Regions from separate parts of the Pan troglodytes genome. Here regions 1 and 2 are each linked to region 3. The links are chromatin contacts, called in public HiChIP or PLAC-seq maps. All regions are on one chromosome and are shown on one strand. Each heading gives the region's core, a stretch centred on a gene start, on an enhancer-like site or on the middle of the called end of the contact. The rest is flanking DNA. Distances are from core to core; before and after follow the strand shown. Region 1 holds the start of TRMT11 (tRNA methyltransferase 11 homolog). Region 2 holds the start of HINT3 (histidine triad nucleotide binding protein 3). Region 3 holds the start of HDDC2 (HD domain containing 2).

Evidence for each region. HiChIP or PLAC-seq counts read pairs in DNA pulled down with a chosen protein or histone mark.
Region 1: an H3K4me3 HiChIP or PLAC-seq map of stem cell-derived excitatory neurons shows a contact between it and region 3, with 7 times the contacts expected there. The contact joins the promoter of TRMT11 here to the promoter of HDDC2 in region 3.
Region 2: an H3K4me3 HiChIP or PLAC-seq map of stem cell-derived excitatory neurons shows a contact between it and region 3, with 7 times the contacts expected there. The contact joins the promoter of HINT3 here to the promoter of HDDC2 in region 3. A contact is called at or near these places in 2 of 7 Hi-C or Micro-C datasets (induced pluripotent stem cells and stem cell-derived neural progenitor cells) and 1 of 1 datasets of contacts at active chromatin or transcription factors (stem cell-derived excitatory neurons).

The regions. Positions count from the first base shown.
Region 1 is chr5:137,862,840-137,865,979 of NHGRI_mPanTro3-v2.0_pri, reverse strand. It overlaps TRMT11 (tRNA methyltransferase 11 homolog), which reads right to left and starts at 1,553. Exons shown (of 15, transcript XR_010158188.1): 1 at 1,359-1,553.
Region 2 is chr5:137,833,231-137,836,255 of NHGRI_mPanTro3-v2.0_pri, reverse strand. It overlaps HINT3 (histidine triad nucleotide binding protein 3), which reads right to left and starts at 1,403. Exons shown (of 5, transcript XM_001165850.4): 1 at 912-1,403. The coding sequence starts at 1,112.
Region 3 is chr5:137,180,072-137,183,130 of NHGRI_mPanTro3-v2.0_pri, reverse strand. HDDC2 (HD domain containing 2) reads left to right here and starts at 1,526. Exons shown (of 6, transcript XM_001152848.8): 1 at 1,526-1,848; 2 at 3,056-3,059. The coding sequence starts at 1,765.

The DNA.
Region 1 (3,140 bases), core at 304-2,803, 680 kb before region 3:
TTCCCCGCTCCTAGTTTTCATATGAAGAAGACTCCCAAATATTTATCACTAGTCCAGATCACTCTGCCATACTCTATGCATATTCATATATCCACCGCCTCTTGGTCATCTCAGGTTGATGTTACACAACCACATCAAATTCAGTGTAAACAAAATTTAAATCTTACATCTGCCTATGTTCTCTATTTTAAATGGAGACACTCCTACCTATATACACCCCAGGAGTCATACCTGACTGGTGCCTCTTTCCCACATATTCAATCAATCCAGCCTTAATGACTGTATGGCCTAAATATTTTCCCAGTCTATCCCATCCTCTTACTCCTTACCTAGGTCAGACCTTCTTAATCTATTAACAAGACTATTCCGACAGACTCCTAGTCTCTGGCTCAAGTCTTATTCTTTTCAAATCCATCCTCCATAGTGTTGTCAAACTGATTTAATTTTGTGGTCACTTTTTTACTTAAGGCTTTTCAATAAATCCCCCTTCCAAGTTCCAGGGTATTCAAGGCTTTCATTTTCTGGCCTCGATCTACTTCCCTTGCTCTCTTCTTACCACTCTCTGCCACATAACTAGTGATCCAGTAATAATGAACACCTTGTAATTCTAATTTACTGATTTATCTCCTTGGCCCTCTAACTCCTATTCATCCTTTATTTCAAGTGTCATCTCCTCTGGAAGCCCTCTTAAAGGCCAACATCCCCAACCCCTCAGGTAGATTAGATTTCCCTTCCACGTGCTCTCATATTTCCATGTGCATCTATCACTGCACTTACCGACGCTCTTCTGTCATTCTACGCCTATGTGTCTGCTCAGCCCTTATTCTAAACAGTAAGCTCCTAGAGGGCAGAGATTGTTTACATCATCGTTACATGCCCAGCGTACCGATCTTCGACTACATGCATTCTGAAAACGTTTCTTGAATAAATAAAACACTCTTCTCAACTTCTCCATCATCTAATCCCCACCACCATCCCCTCCACTGAGCTTGATCCGCAGATTCCAATACTTCAAACACCAGCCTGAGCATTTGTTAGCTGTCTCTATTCTCCGCTAGACGAAGAGCTCCGGGAGTGAGATGACCGGTCATATTCACCTGCCTAACTCCGGTACTTGCTACACGGGCAAAAGAATGAATGAAAAGTTTAAGCAGGCCGAGGGGTTCGGTCTCGGACTTCTCTCACACACACCCTCCGCCAAGCTCACCCCGCCCGAGGACTGGGGACGCGTGACCCGCGCTGACCAGCGAAGACCCCCGAATCCCAGCTTCCTCGGGCTATGCAGATCACCTCCACCCATTCCACTCCACTCCAGCGTCCTCTTCCGTCGGAAGTTCCGGAGGGCGCTACGGACTCACCGGCAGGCGGAACTCCAGATGCTCCTGCGCCATTAGGAGCAGATACCTGTTAAGGGTACACGACAGCGCCATTGCAGCTGCCCACCGTGCGCCTGCGCGGCCCGCGCTAGGTCCCTCTTTCTCCCTCCCAAAGCCGAGTCTCCACAGAGACAGAGCCTGAAGGGCCGGAAGCGGAAGCTCTGCGAGGCAGGCGCTATCCCGACGTTTCTCGCGCTCCGAGTCCGAAACTCCGGCTGCTGTGGGAGGGGCTTCCTCACCTGCGAATGCCTGGTGGTTAGGGGTCTCCCAGCGCTGGTAGCTGGTGAGCGGGGACGCGTGGTTTTCAGGAGTAGCTTGTGATAATAAGACAGTATATTTCCCAGTTATCGTTCCACTTGGAGTGTGCTTCCAGCTTTCTCTACAGCCCTTCAAAACCTGTTCTTCAAAATTGGACTGAAATTTCACCATTTCCTTAGAAATTTCACCATTTCCTTGTAGGTTTGTCTAACCAGCACAGCTTTGGGAACTGATTTAGTTGGACCAGTCATTTAACAGTATATTTTTCGTATTTATGTAACAACTTTTCGAGAGCACATGCCTTATAACCCAATTATAATAAACTCTTGAGGTCTGATATAATCTTTTATGGTTCACTCTATTCTTAACAAAAACCAAAAGAATATCTTCCTCAAAGTAGGCAATAATTATTAGGTTGTGTTATTTGTTAGACTCAGGACTAAATCCACAGCCAGCCATAAATTAAAGCTTCAAGAAAGTTCACACTGGCACAGATTTCATAGCAGATAGTTTATGAAATATATTTTAATTGCATATTCTATGTATATATGTGACTTTTTTTTTTTAAAACAATCTTGCTCTGTCACCCAGGTGCGTGCAGTGGCGCAATCATAGCTCACTGTAACCTTGAACTCCTGGGCTCAGGGGATACTCCTACCCTAGTCTCCCAAAGTGCTAGAATTACGGGCTCAAGCCCTCCCTCCGGGCTATTTCTGCTTTTGAGAGTACCGAGCCCTTTGCCCTATTAAAAATTATTTCTTTTGCATTTCTCTGTGGTATTGTACAAGGTGCAAAAGAGTATGTATCTGGCATATCCCCAGCGGCATGTGCCAGAAACGTAGTTGATGCGTAGTGGTAGTGATTAAGAACATAGGCTGTGGTGTCAATATTAGATTCAAACCTCACTTCCACCATTTACCATGTATATGCTCTTAACCTCTCCGAGCTTGAGTTTTCTTTTAAAAATGGAAAAACACACTGCCTCCTGCAAAGGATTGTTACAAGGATTAAGTGGAATAATGTTCATAAAGTGTTGAATATAACATCTGGCATATTGAATGGGGCCAATAAGTGGCACTTGACATTTTTCTTAAGAAAATCACATGAGAATTTTTGTTAGCAAGAGATCTGTTTTTGTTAGGAATATGTCTCAAGTTCATTTGTGCTAAGTGACTCGCAGAAGCATAGCTGTCTCTTGACCCCAAAACTTCAGAAAAGGGGGTAAAAGTACTTTGAGACAAGAAAAGTTGTTTACTATTTGAGAAGAGAGGCCAAGGTTGGGACAGAAAACCAATGAGATGTTGGGGGAATGATGTGCAGTACTTGATATGCCCCATCCCCAGAACTTGTCAAATCTTCAGCAAAATTAATATGGAATTTTGATGGGGCAACTTTATAGAGAATATCAAAGAATTGCTGATTTTCATGCCTGGATTAATATGATGCTATATAGAGACAAATGAGACTACAAGGCCTGGAGAACCCAAATGGAATCAGGTGTCACTG
Region 2 (3,025 bases), core at 154-2,653, 650 kb before region 3:
TCCTCCCACAAGCTTACAAAATACTGTAAAATCACCTGACCACAGCACGAGACATTGTAACTGGCTACCTCCTCTGTATACATTCCGCCCTTTAGATTGTAAAATCGGGACACAGACTGTCCCTTATCTTGCTCAAAAACCTCCAAAACAAGGTGCTTAGAAGGAATTCTATTTATTTTTTTAAAAATAAAGGAATGTTTACTACAAAAGACACAATCTTTGGAGCTAATTCTCTCAAAAAGTTGTTTCTATATGGACAAGTAAAACCAACAGAATAAAGTGTGTGCCAGATTATCCGCTTAAAAATATCTGGGCAAAGTCTTCATGCTCTGAAAATGTCCACGCATCCCAACTGACAGTGGAATTCAGAGGCAATTCAATAATAGTTTGACCTCAGACCCACTCCCTCCAGCCTATTTTCTGCCAATCTAACGAACAGCTTTCCACAATTATCATTACCTATTTTCTACTAGTTTTCTCATCAGTATCGGTATTAGAGTGTGCAGGATTTAAAATCAGTATCTTGAAGGTGGAGAAGAATCCTTGTAATAAAAGCAGAGGCCACAAAATGTTATTTGTACCAAGTACCTGGGTACCTGCAAACATAGGCCAAAGCATTCGGCCCTGTCATTCACTCTTTGCCCCTTGGAACAGCAAAGATACCGCTGGAGCCACTGCCTGTCCGTCCCCTAGGAGTGAGTCTGTCATCAGCACCCGGACCCCGCAGAAAGGCCCGTAGTGGGCGTATCCCCAGCTTCCCCGAGCCCCATCCACACAGAGCGGCCCTGCCTCTGCGAGCTGAGTAGCGATCGGGATCCTCTGCACCCGCTCCACAACGGCGAGGCCTCCCTGCCGGAGCTCCGAGGGGCGGCCAGGTCCTCACCCACCCCCGGCCGCGCGTCGCCGCCCACCTCGCAGTGCAGGAGTTCGGTGCCCGGGTCCTGCCGCCCCGCGATCCGGCAGAACACGCAGGTGCTGTCGTAGTCCTTGGGCTCTGGTGACTTGGCAGCGGCTTCACAGGTCCCCACTGAGGAAACCGTAGTTTCTGCAGTCGCCGAGGCCTCACAGTCGGGGGCCAGGCCGGCGCTGCGGTTCACCTGTTCCTCCGCCATTGCACCCGCCCCTCGCGGCCTAGAGCCTCGGCCTCTCCAGCGCTACCGGGCCCGCGCAGTCTCCGCGTCCCGCACCTCCTCCGTTTTACCTCGAGACGTCGCCCCTCGCCTGACGCTGGGCGGTGATCCAGGCTTGGGGGAGACGGAAGGAGACGCGGTGAGGAACTTCAAAGCCGGAGGCCGGCCTGAAAACCGGCTGCCACTAGAGGGCGCGCAATGGCGCTGCCGAGAGTCGTCCTGACCCCTGCGCCTCGTTGGTAATGACGCACGACGTCTGCCAAGGCGCAGAGCGCCCAGCGCGTCGTGGTGACATCACAGAGGCGCGGGAGCGTTTGACATAATGGAGCTTGTTGGGTGTTCTGGACAGGCGTTCTTCAAAGCCCATAGTATAGCGTGTCCAAATATTGTATTACGCTGCCGTTTTTTTTTTTTTAAGTTTTTTAAAGTTTGATTTTTAAAATTCGTAGGTTTTTAAAGAATGAGCAAAATTCCTAAAGCCTTGTTTTCAACAGACATCATGTTTGCTGCTTTTTCAGCCACGATAATTGTAGTTTAAACTCAAAATGTCCAAAACTGACCTTTACATCTCTGTTGACTTTTTATTGTTGTTAACAGCACAGTTAGATCAAAATAGCGACCTTTTTTTTTTAATCTCACATTCCTCATATACAAGTAGATGTGGAGTCCTATAGTTAATAGTCTGAAATATCCCAGAAATTCAGTGCCAGTGCCTCATAATGCCTCACCTAGACCAATGCAATCACCTTCTAACTTATTTATTGATTTTCCTGTCACTCAGACAAAACCTTCTGTAACTATGTGCTCAAAGAAAAAGTACCAGTTCCTTAGCTTGGTGTTCAAGGTGGACTCTGATTTGACCTCAGCTTTTCGTTTTGTGATACTTCGCACTTGCTGAGCATCTAAAACATGCCATATATTTCTCTAATTGTCAAAAAACGCAAGGTTGGTTTTATAACCACCGCTCTAGAGATGAAGGACCAAACTCAGAGTTGCCCAGTCCCACACAACTAATTAATAGTGACAGAGTTTAAGATCAAGGTTTGTCTAACTCCAAAACCCACCAACCTTTTTGACATACAGCACTCCTTTTTTAACACCAAAAAATTTGTTGGACTAGCTCACTATAGTAGTTATACCCTTGGTATTTGCTGATTTAGAAAATACATAACAAATTGGGAATTCAGTAATGATTTTTAATGGATTTATGTTGTAATAAAAAGTGGTTGTATGTGTTTTGAATTGTTGTACATATACATTCAAGACATTTTTCATTCCTTTTTGTAGTTGGCCAGTAGTTTGGGGAACCACTACAATAGCTTCACTGCCTTTCAGCACCCCAAAGCAGAGTTCAGAATCAATACATTAGAGTTTTGCCAAATTTTAGTATTCACAATTTCCATGCCTGTACTACACCTTCACATCACTGCTTTTATTCACACAGTTCTCTCTCAAATATTCTTGTTTCCATCTCTTCACTCCAAATTCTACCTTCCAAGCCACCCCTCCAATGCTACCTCCTTCATGAAATTTTCTTTAGCCAAACTGACATAAGCACATCCTCTTGCAAATTCATATAACAGGTTTTCAATATTTCTCTTGTAGGATTTGTCTCTTTGTATCTTATAGCTATTTATGTACTTATTTATCCTGCTAGAAATTATGTTTCTTGGCAACAAGATAGGGTGTGTGAATCTTCCATAATGCCTAGTACAGTTGGAACAGGAATTAAAGAATGTGTAAGCAAAAACTCAGTTGTATGTAAGAAAACCCAGTTCCCCCTGAGGAGGAGAAAGAGGTAGAGTCCTTTAAAAATTAACTGCCTGTTTTTCTGTCTGTGGCTAGTGAGCCTTATCTCTCCCTTTCCCAGGCGTTGTGAAGATCCTGTTTCTCTA
Region 3 (3,059 bases), core at 277-2,776:
TCCCATGAGAACTCACTCACTATCACAAGAACTGCAAGGGGGAAGTCTGCCACCATGATCCAATCACCTCCCACCAGGCCCCTCCTCCAACTTTGAGGATTACAGTTTGACATGATATTTGGGTGGGGTCACAGAGCCAAACTATATCACTCCTTAAACCTCAAATGCCTCCTCCTCTATTCACAAACATTCTAGCCTCCTTTCTTCCCAGAGGCCTAGCAAGATTGCACTCCACAGGCCCCCTTTGAAGTTAGACGTGGCAGTGTTACTTATTTCACCAATGATACGTAGACGAAAGGTCATATATCACTTCCAGAGACAGGCTTTAAGAGCCAGAGTGCCACTTTTCTTTTTTCCAATTCTGGCAAAAGAGAGCAAAGAAAGCCTCCTAGCTCCCTGAGTAAGGTTAGAGCAAGCAGCATCCTCTAGCTGATCTACAATAGACACTTAGCATGAGAGAGAAATAAACCTTTGATGTGTTAAACTGCTGAGATACAGGAAATAAGGAGGTTGTTTGTTATTATAACATCCCAGCCTATACTTTGCTTCCTAATTTGGTGAGAAAATAGAAGCAATCAGAAGAGAACTTCTACAACCTCCCATGACCACATGTGTGACTGATTAGTCACCCTATACTCTGTCCTCCTCCAATATTTGAATGAATTCTCCATATTCCTAACTAAAGCCCATCTTTTATCTTGTACACCAGATGGGAATATTTTTCCTTACTCAAGGCTGACATTCAAATATTTCTCTTCTTTGTCTCTTATATAATCAATGTTTCCCTTTCTACTAGATCCCCTTCATCAGTAAATAAACATACATAATATCTCCTGTTTTGAAACAATCTCTCCACTAGTTAACAGCACCCCAACCCCATCTCCAATGTGCTGTAATACTTGCTCCTATTCTCTTCAGAATTATCTCACTAGGTTCTGCTTGTCCCACTACACTGAAAACTACTTTTGTCAGGGTAACCAATAATATTGAATTTACTAAGTCTGGAAGTCAAACCTTGGTCCTTACATTGACTTGGTTGACCATATTCCTTCCTTCTTGAAATATTTTTGTACATGGCTTCCAGGACACAACTATCCTACCTACTAATCCTCTTCCTACCTCACTGGCTGTTCCCTCTTGATCTCACAAAGTCTAAATGTTGGGGTTCAGGTCTTGGGTGTCTTTTCTTCCTCATTCACACCCTCTTGCCAGGTGACCTCATCCAGTTTCATGGTTTTACACTGTCAACTGAAGAATAACGAGGTTCATAAATTTAGAAAGGAGAGCTTTATTTTTCATAAAGAGTACTGAGTGTCAAGTATGTGCCAAGCAAGGTGTCTGCCACTGACGGAGCAATGCCCAAGCAGCGGACACCAAGGCCAAGAAGGCGAAGGCTGGACAGAAGGTCCTGAGAAAACCGTGAGAATATGGAGGAGGGGGAGGAGGAATAAGAACAGGAGGAGGAGGGGGAGGAGGAATAAGAACAGGAGGAGGAGGAAGAGGAGGGGGAGAGAGGAAGAGGGGCAGGAGGAAGAGGAAGAGGAGAAAGCGGAAGTGGGGGAGGAAGAAGAGGAGGAGGAGGAGTTGGAAGGGGAGGAGGAAGAGGGGGAGCAGGAAGAGGGGCAGAAGGAAGAAGAAGAGGGGGAGGAGAAAGAGAAAGAAGAGTAAGAGGAGGGGGAAGAAAGACAAGGGGAAGGGGAGGAGGAGGAGGACGGGGAGGAGCTTCGCCGCGGCCTGCTCCGCCCAGCCGGGGTCGGTGGCCGCATGGCTTCGGTCTCCTCTGCGACCTTCTCGGGCCACGGGGCTCGGTCCCTACTGCAATTCCTGCGGCTGGTAGGGCAGCTCAAGGTGAGCGGGCACCAGGCCGGGAGGCCGCGGCCGAGCGGGCGGGACTGTGGGGCGGCGGAGCTTCCGGCCTCCCCGCTCGGCCCGCGGTCTTTCCCCTTCCTGCGCCGCGTCAGCCACGCCGAATTCGGGAAAGGCCCCAGTCCTGCGGATGCGGCCGCGCGTCGCCGACGGTGGACGGAGGAAGCAGCCGGCGGGACAGGCTGGCCAGCTGGGGCGGCCCGGAGTCTGAGCCTAGAGCCTGGCGCCGCGAGGTCCGCCCTGCAGCCGCGCCGGTTCCCGGAGAGCAGCCGGCCTGGCCCTGCCTGCACTGAGCTTTTCCGGGGCTCACGACCCCAGAACTCATGTGTGTGTGTGTGTGTGCGCGCGCGCGCGCGCGCTCACGACCTGTGTGTGTGTGTGTGTGTGTGTGTGTGTGTGTGTGTAAAGCGCGGCTGCTTCTGAGCACGGGTGGGAAGAACAGAATCTGTCGGCTCTTCAGATTTTAAGTGGAGCTTTTTATGTCTGTCTCACAGTTACTTCCAGAAACAAGACTTTTCTCCCGGCCACCCCGCAAACGGGATTTAATGTAATACACACGAGTTTCATCATGTGCGTCTTCCCTGTCTCTCTCCCAAGTTCAAAGTAAATTATCCGTTTCATGCCACTCTGACTACTATTTATAACATTCCTTAGAGATGTAGAATTCTGAGGAAGAAATGCAGTTTCACAAGATGAAGTTATGATGTGAATAAAAGGAAGAGTCACGGCTGGTGGTAGCATCAAGCAGTTAGAAGTGCCCTTATCCCTTGTGCCTCAGAATTTGGAAGCCTATCACTCGTTCACTTTCAGACCCTTCAATACAGTGTTTTCTGCTTGTGTAGGATTATTTGAAGGCACAAAGCCGCAACTCTTGTTCGGAAAAATGCAGTTTTGTTTTTGTTTAAAGGACTTGCATATGTTCCATAATTATACATCAGTAACAGAGTAATTTGACGAATGGACTTTGTGACTTAACTCTCTCTGTCTTCTACCCTTTCATTCTCTGAGCTCTCTAGTTCATTTGATTCCAGATGTCTATCATTTTAGCTAGTTTAGCAAAACATTTTGTAATAGGTTCTGAAATTACGACCCGGCTTCTGTGTGTTATATCCTGGACATCTCTTGAAGAGCATAGCAGATAGTTAATATTTGTTCTTTAAAACTTCTTTTTCTTTTTCATATTTATCAGAGAG